3 separate regions of the Hordeum vulgare genome follow, and all the other regions are linked to region 2. A link is a contact called in public Hi-C data. All regions are on one chromosome and are shown on one strand. The core of a region is the stretch at or near the end of the contact, and the rest is flanking DNA. Distances in the headings are between cores, read along the strand shown. Region 1 holds the start of LOC123447935 (SWI/SNF complex subunit SWI3C homolog). Region 2 holds the start of LOC123447934 (protein CELLULOSE SYNTHASE INTERACTIVE 3). Region 3 overlaps LOC123447936 (F-box/WD-40 repeat-containing protein At3g52030).

Region 1 (2,700 bases), core at 24-2,523, 270 kb after region 2:
TTTGATGAAGATGAAGTCAGAGAAGAAATGTCGTCTGCTTGGAGACTACATTTTGGCCGGTCAAACAAAATTAAACCATCAATGGATTTCAGCGCTGTAGTCAACAGTTGCAACTCCCCTGCTGGTTCCTCTATAAGAAGTGATGCTGCCACCCTCAGACCCCGGTGCACCAACCCAACCGCGAGGTAATTGATGATTCCCCAGGTGTCCAAGAACCGAACGATCCTACTCAAATCATATAGTTCACCTGTGTTAACAACAAACCCTTGGCACTCTGCAAAACCAAGCCTCTTGCCTGGGTTCTCCAAATATTTGGCAATAATTCTATTCCTTAACATTATGAACTTCTCCGGAGTGTGCCCTAGAGATTTCCCTGTGAAGAAGTGTGGAACAACCTGCCTTTCCAGCCTGTGCACCGTCCCAGGAGAGAACCAATCTACAAATGGTAAATTAATTCATGTTGCAGTGAACTTAAAACCAACGTATGTTCAGAAATTCAGGGTTTAGTCGCAACGAGCGAACCTGAGTGCTTAGGCACCACATGGAGGCGGCCCTGGAACTGCTTGTGCACGCCATGCCCCTCCATGAGGGGCGGTGGCGTGCAGACATAAGAAGACGGCCTGTCAGGATCCGTCGAAAGGGACGGGTGGTCAGGGAGCGCCCTGGAGAGCACCTGCAGCTGCCCATGCGAGATGTTCTCCAATGCCGGTGGCGCGGCGGCGGAGACATCACCCACATACGCAGATCGCTCAGCTGCAACGACGGCCATGACCGACGGATGCGGACGGTTGACTGTGCGGCGGGTGGCGGCAGGGAAGGTGGAGATGACCTCGGCCGAGGAGAGCAGCTCTGCCTCACGGGGGTCGGGCACGGGATTCCTGGCCGCGGCACCGGCCAGGATTTCGTAGTCGGCATTGTCAACCGCGGGCGATGGAACGGCCGTGTCGTCGTCATCGTTGTCGGAATCGTCCGAATGGTCGGCCGCGGCCGACGGCAATGGAAGGGCGTCGGAGTTTCGCTTCCGTTTCCGCCATTTGGTGCGCGAATCTGGGGGTTAGGGTTCGGATGGAGGGTGCAAGATCAGTTGGTAGCAGCTCAGGTAATTAGGTCCGGCGAGAGGTTGGACGTACCAACCTGGCGTGCAGGAGGCCTTGCGCGGCATCGTAGGCGGCGACGAGTCGGGGACGGCCGACGCCGAAGAGGTGGTCAGGGTTTTTTTTTAGATAGGTGGTGAGGTTTCGTAGGATGACCACGAGTGATGAGGGGACCGACCGTCTCGACGATGACGACGAAGGCAACACGTGCGATGAGAAATTGGATTATTTTCGGCAGCACACCATCTCTAGCATACTCCATAAAAAAAAAAAAAAAAAAAAAAAGCAAAATGCGTTTACAAGTTGTTGCGGAGCAATTTTACGTAGTCATTTCATGCGACAAAGCTGTATTTAAAAAATACATTCACAGTAAAACTACATCATGGTTATTCATCAAACTACATCATAGTTCTTCATCAGTAACCTACATCACTTATTCATACTACTAGGTAGGGGGAGGACTGCGAGTCGTGCAGCGTAACCGAGCCTAGACTACCAAAAATGACGGGTGCGACGGCAACGACGCGGCGAAGGAGACGGAGGAGCTAAGTCCTCATCGGAGTTGAGGTCGATCCAGATCTTGTCCTGCTCGGTCTTCATGACACGCAAGTCCGCCTCATTGGACGCGCTCGCGTGCGATGTTGTGACCCCTTGATCGAAGAAAATCTGCTCAATCTCGAACTCGCGGCGGTTGCGCGCGGCGGCCTCCTCCGCCTCCCTCACCGAGCGCTCCATGATGGCGCGCATGAGGTCATCCTCCTGCCCTGGAGGGAGGTAGTCCTCGGGGCCGATGACCCCTCCACGCGACGGGATGGCATCGTCCTCGAGCTTGACGGCGAGCGGCCCGAGCTCCTCCGACCTTCTCTTCACCGGAGTGATGGTCTGCGAGGACGAGGCGTCCGTGGACGAACTCCCAGCGGCAGAGGAGTCGAGGCGTCGGACCGCGAGCTCGCGCTCGCACTCCTCGAGCTCGCGGCGTTCGAAAGTCGACGACGGCCGATGGACGTAGTTCAGCCACCTCCGTGATCCCCGCTTGCGTGCGGCGTCGGAGGCAAGGCGGCGGTGGCGCTCGGCGTCATCCCCTCCATTTACGTGGTCGTCCATGGTCGGGACAGCTTGCTATGGGTTTTTTTTGTCTCGCTGGCGGCGAGAAATTAGAGCGGAGTGGGAGATGAATCGCGGTGGAGCTGTGGCGGCGGAGGATAGGGTTTGACCCGCATATATGCCGGTTGGGGGGTTCTTTTCCTGGCCGTGATAAAAAAAATACGGGCCGGATGCGCGATATGGGGTCTGTTCTGACCACTAAAACGGGTAGAACCCGTATACTCGCCGGAATTTTGCGGGTTCGGCTCTTTTACGGGGTTTGCTAGAGATGCTCTAAGGGTGTGTTTGGTTTGTGTCACCGGGTGGAATGTAACGGGTCCGTCCCGTCCCTAGAGGTCGTTCTTCTGTTTAGTTGGGTCCAGGAATCGGAACCCACTCATTCCCTGGAATGGCATATTCCTCCGAGATCCGTAACGCGCTAGTACCTCTGAATCGGTGGAACGATGCGGAACGCCTCGCGTCTCTCACATTTTCCCCGACGCTGCCCCCTTTCTCCCATAAC
Region 2 (2,700 bases), core at 1-2,500:
GCAAAAAATTACAGTTGATGTAAATCGTCATGAGGAAATTCAGATCCCAAATTTTTTTACTTTCCGACTTAACTGTCAAAGATGAGAAACAAAATTATCGACCATGATCTATCATCGTATGCCCCAGTTCCATGCAAGTATACTTCAGTGGCGAGATTCCTTGCACACCTCAGCTGCAATGACACCTACGCGGGTGGCACACACTTCCGAAGTGCAAATGCATGTAGCAATTAGCTCCAAACAACCCGAGCAACTGTGTCTAGCTTCACGAAAAAGCACACACTTCCAAAGTCCAATTGCATATAGCAATTAGCTCCAAACAACCCGGGCAACTGTGTCTAGCTTCACGAAAAAGGTGTCTTCCCTAATTTCAGCAAATTTGAGGGAGGACAGCCCCCAGCGGCAGAAGGTGTTGCAAATGCCAAAGAAAAAAAAACTGTCGACCAGAGCTGCCAATGCACGGGGATAGGAACGACCATACTAGCAGTAAACGAGTTTAAGACAGGCGTGAGTGCAAAATTGTACCATTCCACGTGGTGGGGAGTTCAATTACTCCTGAAATCCCAATAGAGAGTGGCCGCCTCAACCGAGCACTGTTTATTTATATTACACAGACCATGACCCAGTGAAAAGCACGCCTTTTCTACAGTATGGTAAGATCGGACCATGGCCTTCAAAACAAGACACTATAATGGCTAACTAAAGGCTGATGAACAGAGAAACAGAAGAGCGGGTCGCGACAGAATTCCTCGAGAATTACTCCCCCCCGAGCGCACCTAACTACGGCCTGCCCCAGATCGCTCCTCGCGCCACTGCGGAGCGACAAGCGACGGCGGACCACCACCCGATCACGCGAACCACCCGAAATCCCTCCGCCCACCTCCACCGCCTCGCCAACGGGGCCATCGCAGGCGAGATCCCGACCGCCAGGCTTCAACGAAAAGCAACGCGATACCCCCTAGAACCAGCGCGAATCGCTCGGAATTGGGCGCCGCCACGGGCAGGCAGCAGCCCCCTGCCGGGCGCGCCTGGCCAGAGATCGACGAACGAGACCGGGGGAGGGGGGGGGGCTCACCGGCGGCAGGCGAAGACGTCCGGCGGCGAGACCGAGGCGGAGGAGAGGAGGAGGCGACGCTTGGTCTCGCGCCCACTCGCCCACTGTGCCGCGCAGTGTGGGTGTGAACTGTGAAGAGAGAGAGAGAGAGATGCGAAAGCTTTTTGGAACAGGGGAAGTGGGGAGGGAGGGAGAGAGAGGGGTGGGTCTTTTGCGGATCACTCCCGTCATTGTCGCGTTATTACGGCAGCGGACATGGACGGACGCCTGGGCTGTGTCAAGTGGAAATTAACTGCGTTCCTCTTTTAGTAACGGGCAGATCGCTGTCGTACTACGCAGCGGTAGTGGAAGCATTTACAGCACCTTCAACCGTGTCAGTAAGTAAAATAGTCACTGTTTGCGTGAAGTTGGGTCAGAAAATTCTCTTCAACAATTTTCATAAACGAGCACATTTTTAGTGATAATAGAAGAAGACAGATTTAGAGGGATTTTACATTAACTGGGAAACGACCTCGTCGGACAACTTCCTCTAAACTTTACTGTGCCCCATAAAAGTGGTTTTACGGGGAGATTCTTACATAAACTGATGAAGATTCTCTAAGCAAGTGGGTAGGGTGTTCCTGTAAACACATTTGCTCAAAGAGACAGGCTCTTAATCCACCTTGGGATTAAAATGTGATGTAGCGTATTCTATACTAATTTAAATTCTAGATTGTTAAGTTAACCGAAATCATGTAAACATGTATCATGTAAAAATAGTTTCTTTAGACCCATTAAGAAAAAAATTTAGAAAAGGAGGATGACCCCCGGCCTCTGCATCTGAAAGATGCATGCAACCATTTTATTAATTATTCACAAAGATCTTACAAAGCAATACATCAATATATCTGAAGCCGTCCTCTTGGCAATATCTATCGCTACTCCTATCCAATGATGAAGGGGTGCAGAAAGTGTGAGCCACATACCCACACCTCTCACCTAGACTAACATCTAAAGCCGGAGGCCCCGACTGAGCCACATACCGGGTCAGGGGCACAAACCGGTCCAACGCACCCTCATAGGTCGTCGCCGCCGCTTTCCATCAATCCATCTTCAGAAGAGTTACTGACGCATCGACCTTGCAAGGCTTGCCGTCGATGCCCCCACAGCGCCAAACAGCGCATCCTCCCTACGCGCGCTCATCATCATGCATCCGTCGCCGAGACTTTGCTGCGCCTCGCTGCCGAGACTCCACGACATCGATGTGTCACAAGGAATGCCGCTCCACCGTTGATGCCGACCAATGATCCCTCGAGCCCGTGTGTACCTCCATGAATGATACCCCCAAGAGGGAAACGACACCAGAGCGTCGCCGTCATCCGATCTACTGATCTAGGGTTTCCTCGGAGGTAGCAAAGAGCAGCCTTGAACTTCTCCTCGGCGATGCCTTCAGGAAGGAAACGACCTAGACAACGCCGCCATCGCCGGCTTTGGCAGTAGCCGAAAGCAAGCTTTTACCCAGATCTGTTCGAAGAACCCATCTCTCCTGCACGGGCCACCACATCCTGCGACGTCCCCGGGAGCAGGATCCCAAGATCCGCCGCCACCGGCAACGCCACAAGAACCCACCACCTGACCGTCATCCCTGACGAAGGGAATGGCGCCAC
Region 3 (2,805 bases), core at 207-2,706, 460 kb after region 2:
GCTGAAAAGGATTTTGAGTGGGACGTAGCGGTCAGGCGCGTACGGACTCCCGCATACCTTCCCCTGATTTGCGGGATTTCAAATCCATGGGGCACCGTGTTGGATGGCTTGCAATGTATGGGCGCCTGATCGTTTTGAGGATCCATGTTGAAATGCCCTAAGAGTTGAAGGACCAATGTTAACGTCTATCATATCTTTTTACGTGCAATATTATCAAACTACTCACAATGGGGAGTAACATAGAGTAATATCATGCATATGTTACTAGTCTGAGTTACTATCTTCATAGTGGATAGTAACATAGGAGTAGTAACATTGACCGTTTCATTTATTAGCTTATAAACTCATCTTACCTTGGTATGTGTTATGTTACTCATAGTATAAGTAACTAGCTAAGTTACTCAATTTCTCTCTGTTCTCATTAATTAGTTACCCCATCATATTTTTTTCTTAGTTGTCATCTATGTTGCTACATATGTTACTCTCATTATGGGTAGTCTCAGGACTTGTATGTATTAGATCGAAGGGGAGACTACGCGGTCACTGCACAATTTAATTGAGTGAATCTGGACAATCATACACATAGAAAATGTTCAACTTCAAGACTATTCAGTACAACTGAACATTGTGTATATGGTCCCAATTTTGTGAGTGCTTGTGCTGGAATTGAATTGATAGTCTCAGCCCAGCTACAAATCAGTCGGATGATTTCCTACAGAAATCATCCACCTATCCAGCCGTCAGATCAATGCGCTGAGGAAATCATCAACCTGTCCAGCCGTCAGATCAATGCGCTGGTGACCACTCGATTCAGCAACGTCATGACAATAGATCAGCTCCAGTGCAATGGGGTGCCAGCTTCATTGCAGTACGACACAACGCAACCATAGCTTCAATGCGGCATCGACAATATCCGGTGAAGCTTCATTGTAGCTCTGGCGAAGCTCCAACGCAGCAGATACGACATCTGGTGATGCTCCATTACAACTTCGGCGAAGCTCCATTGCAGTGTCAGCTATGTTTCCGGCGGCCCAACGTTGCTCCGTTGCAACATCGACGGTAGTTTCATAGAGCTTTAAGGCAACATCATCGGAGTTTCAGCGCCTCCGTTGGACACTTGCCGCGGTCACCTTCGTTGCACCAACGTTTCTTCGTTGCAGCTCCGACGGTGCACCCAACACTTTCAAGCAAAAATCCCCCCGGGCATGAACCTCTCCGCAACAACGAGCACTCGCGCAGCCCCAACGATGATGCTACATCGATATGCTCTGCAACGCCGGGTGCTCACCGGCAACAGCAAGGCCATCACCAGAAACTTGCTCCGACGAAGGCTGATGGTGAAGATGTGGAGCGGCTTGCTCCGATGAGGATAATGGCGAAGTGGTGGACAGGCACTGTGTGAGAGATGGAGATAGGAGGCGATAGAGAAAAAGGGGATCTGGCTTCGAACTGGGTAGTAAAAAAGGAACGGTCCACACTCGCGTTCACGCTAGAGATAAGGGACTGGACGAATGTGTGGCGTGGCCCAGGACCCGTGGCGTCCGGACGACGCGGAGAATTCAGCCGGATCTAGAATTTAGATCGTTTCTCTACATAAATATGCACGATAGAATATCAAGTAGCTGACAGCGCGGATGGGAGCAAATTGGCGGAGGAGGCAAGGCAAGTACACAAAACTGAACACATTGTAACTCCTATAATTCTCTTTTCCTTCCGGAGAAAAAAGAACATAAATTCGACATAAATATTATTTTCCACGGCAATACAAATGGCGTTGGCGGTACAGCGTGTCAACACCAACACTACATCTTCAGGGTACTGTTACAAGCTTACTTACAGTGTCTCGTTTAGAAACAGCGCAAGTTCTTCTGAATTCCCGATGACCATTCTAAGAACTCTATGAGCGGAATTTCCAGACGCGGATGTAGTTTTCACCGTGCGTGGTCACGATTTTCTTCATGCCCACTGACAGGCCGGCGATTGGCGGGCGCAGGTGCATAGGAATGTTGTCCAGCCGGGCATCCGGAGCGATTTCATGGACTCGCTTCTTTTCGACTTGCTGTCTGGGGCCAGATTCCGCTGGGCGGACATTCTTTTGTTCAGCTTGCAGCCTGGAGCTGGACTGTGCTGGGTAGCCTGCATCCATGATGAAGCTTCGAATAGTATCGCCGGTTCTCTGGCATATCAGGCGAAGGACGCCATCAATACCACCAACGACCAGCGTCGAAGTGTCACCAGGCAAATGATGTGCACTGTAGATGACATTTGGGCTAACTCTTGTTTCCCAGAGAGGCCTCAGGGTCCTGGTCAAGGATAAAAGTAACAAAAATGATGAGATCCAGTTATGATTTGCTGGACCATGACATTAGAAAAAAAATCAGCAATGGCTTCTGTTGCCAACATTCTGCCCGGTAGTTAAGTTGTTAACACTGCAAACAACTTCGTACTTGCATAATAAAACATTATGGATAATTTAAGACGTTGAACAACTACAGATCGCCACAATTATGAACAAAGTGCAGTTGATTAAAAGAATGTAGAAATGAGCAGTTTGCTAGTTGACCTCTAAAAACAAATTATTCATTGACAGGATAATTTACTACTCCCTCCGTCCCAAAATAAGTGACTCTGACTGTGTATTAATTTTATACTAAAGCTAGTACAAAGTTGAGTCACTTATTTTGGGACAGAAGGAGTACATTATCAACTGGTAGTCATGATAATCTTCTTCACATTACAAGAATGTGTAATCTTCCAACTTCCTTCTTTTCTCTGCATGGAAATAATCTTCCATGTTCAAGCAAT

The links. A called contact is a pair of places that touch in the nucleus more often than the background predicts.
Region 1: a contact with region 2 is called in a Hi-C map of leaf, with 5 times the contacts expected there. The contact joins the promoter of LOC123447935 here to the promoter of LOC123447934 in region 2. A contact is called at or near these places in 4 of 6 Hi-C or Micro-C datasets (leaf and seedling) and 1 of 1 datasets of contacts at active chromatin or transcription factors (embryo).
Region 3: a Hi-C map of leaf shows a contact between it and region 2, with 2.3 times the contacts expected there. The contact joins the enhancer-like site here to the promoter of LOC123447934 in region 2. A contact is called at or near these places in 3 of 6 Hi-C or Micro-C datasets (leaf and seedling).

The regions. Positions count from the first base shown.
Region 1 is chr4H:76,987,832-76,990,531 of MorexV3_pseudomolecules_assembly, forward strand. LOC123447935 (SWI/SNF complex subunit SWI3C homolog) reads right to left here and starts at 1,274. Exons shown (of 9, transcript XM_045124670.1): 1 at 1,135-1,274; 2 at 523-1,047; 3 at 1-436. The coding sequence starts at 1,162.
Region 2 is chr4H:76,714,572-76,717,271 of MorexV3_pseudomolecules_assembly, forward strand. It overlaps LOC123447934 (protein CELLULOSE SYNTHASE INTERACTIVE 3), which reads right to left and starts at 1,251. Exons shown (of 7, transcript XM_045124669.1): 1 at 1,076-1,251.
Region 3 is chr4H:77,172,160-77,174,964 of MorexV3_pseudomolecules_assembly, forward strand. It overlaps LOC123447936 (F-box/WD-40 repeat-containing protein At3g52030), which reads right to left. Exons shown (of 9, transcript XM_045124672.1): 9 at 1,678-2,303. The coding sequence ends at 1,898. Among protein-coding and RNA genes, the nearest start is that of LOC123447936, 18 kb to the right of the region's middle. Within about 2 kb of position 1,457, at least 3 of the 3 cell types and tissues checked have open chromatin away from gene starts, as enhancers often do. A contact at or near this core is called in leaf and seedling, where this site is marked.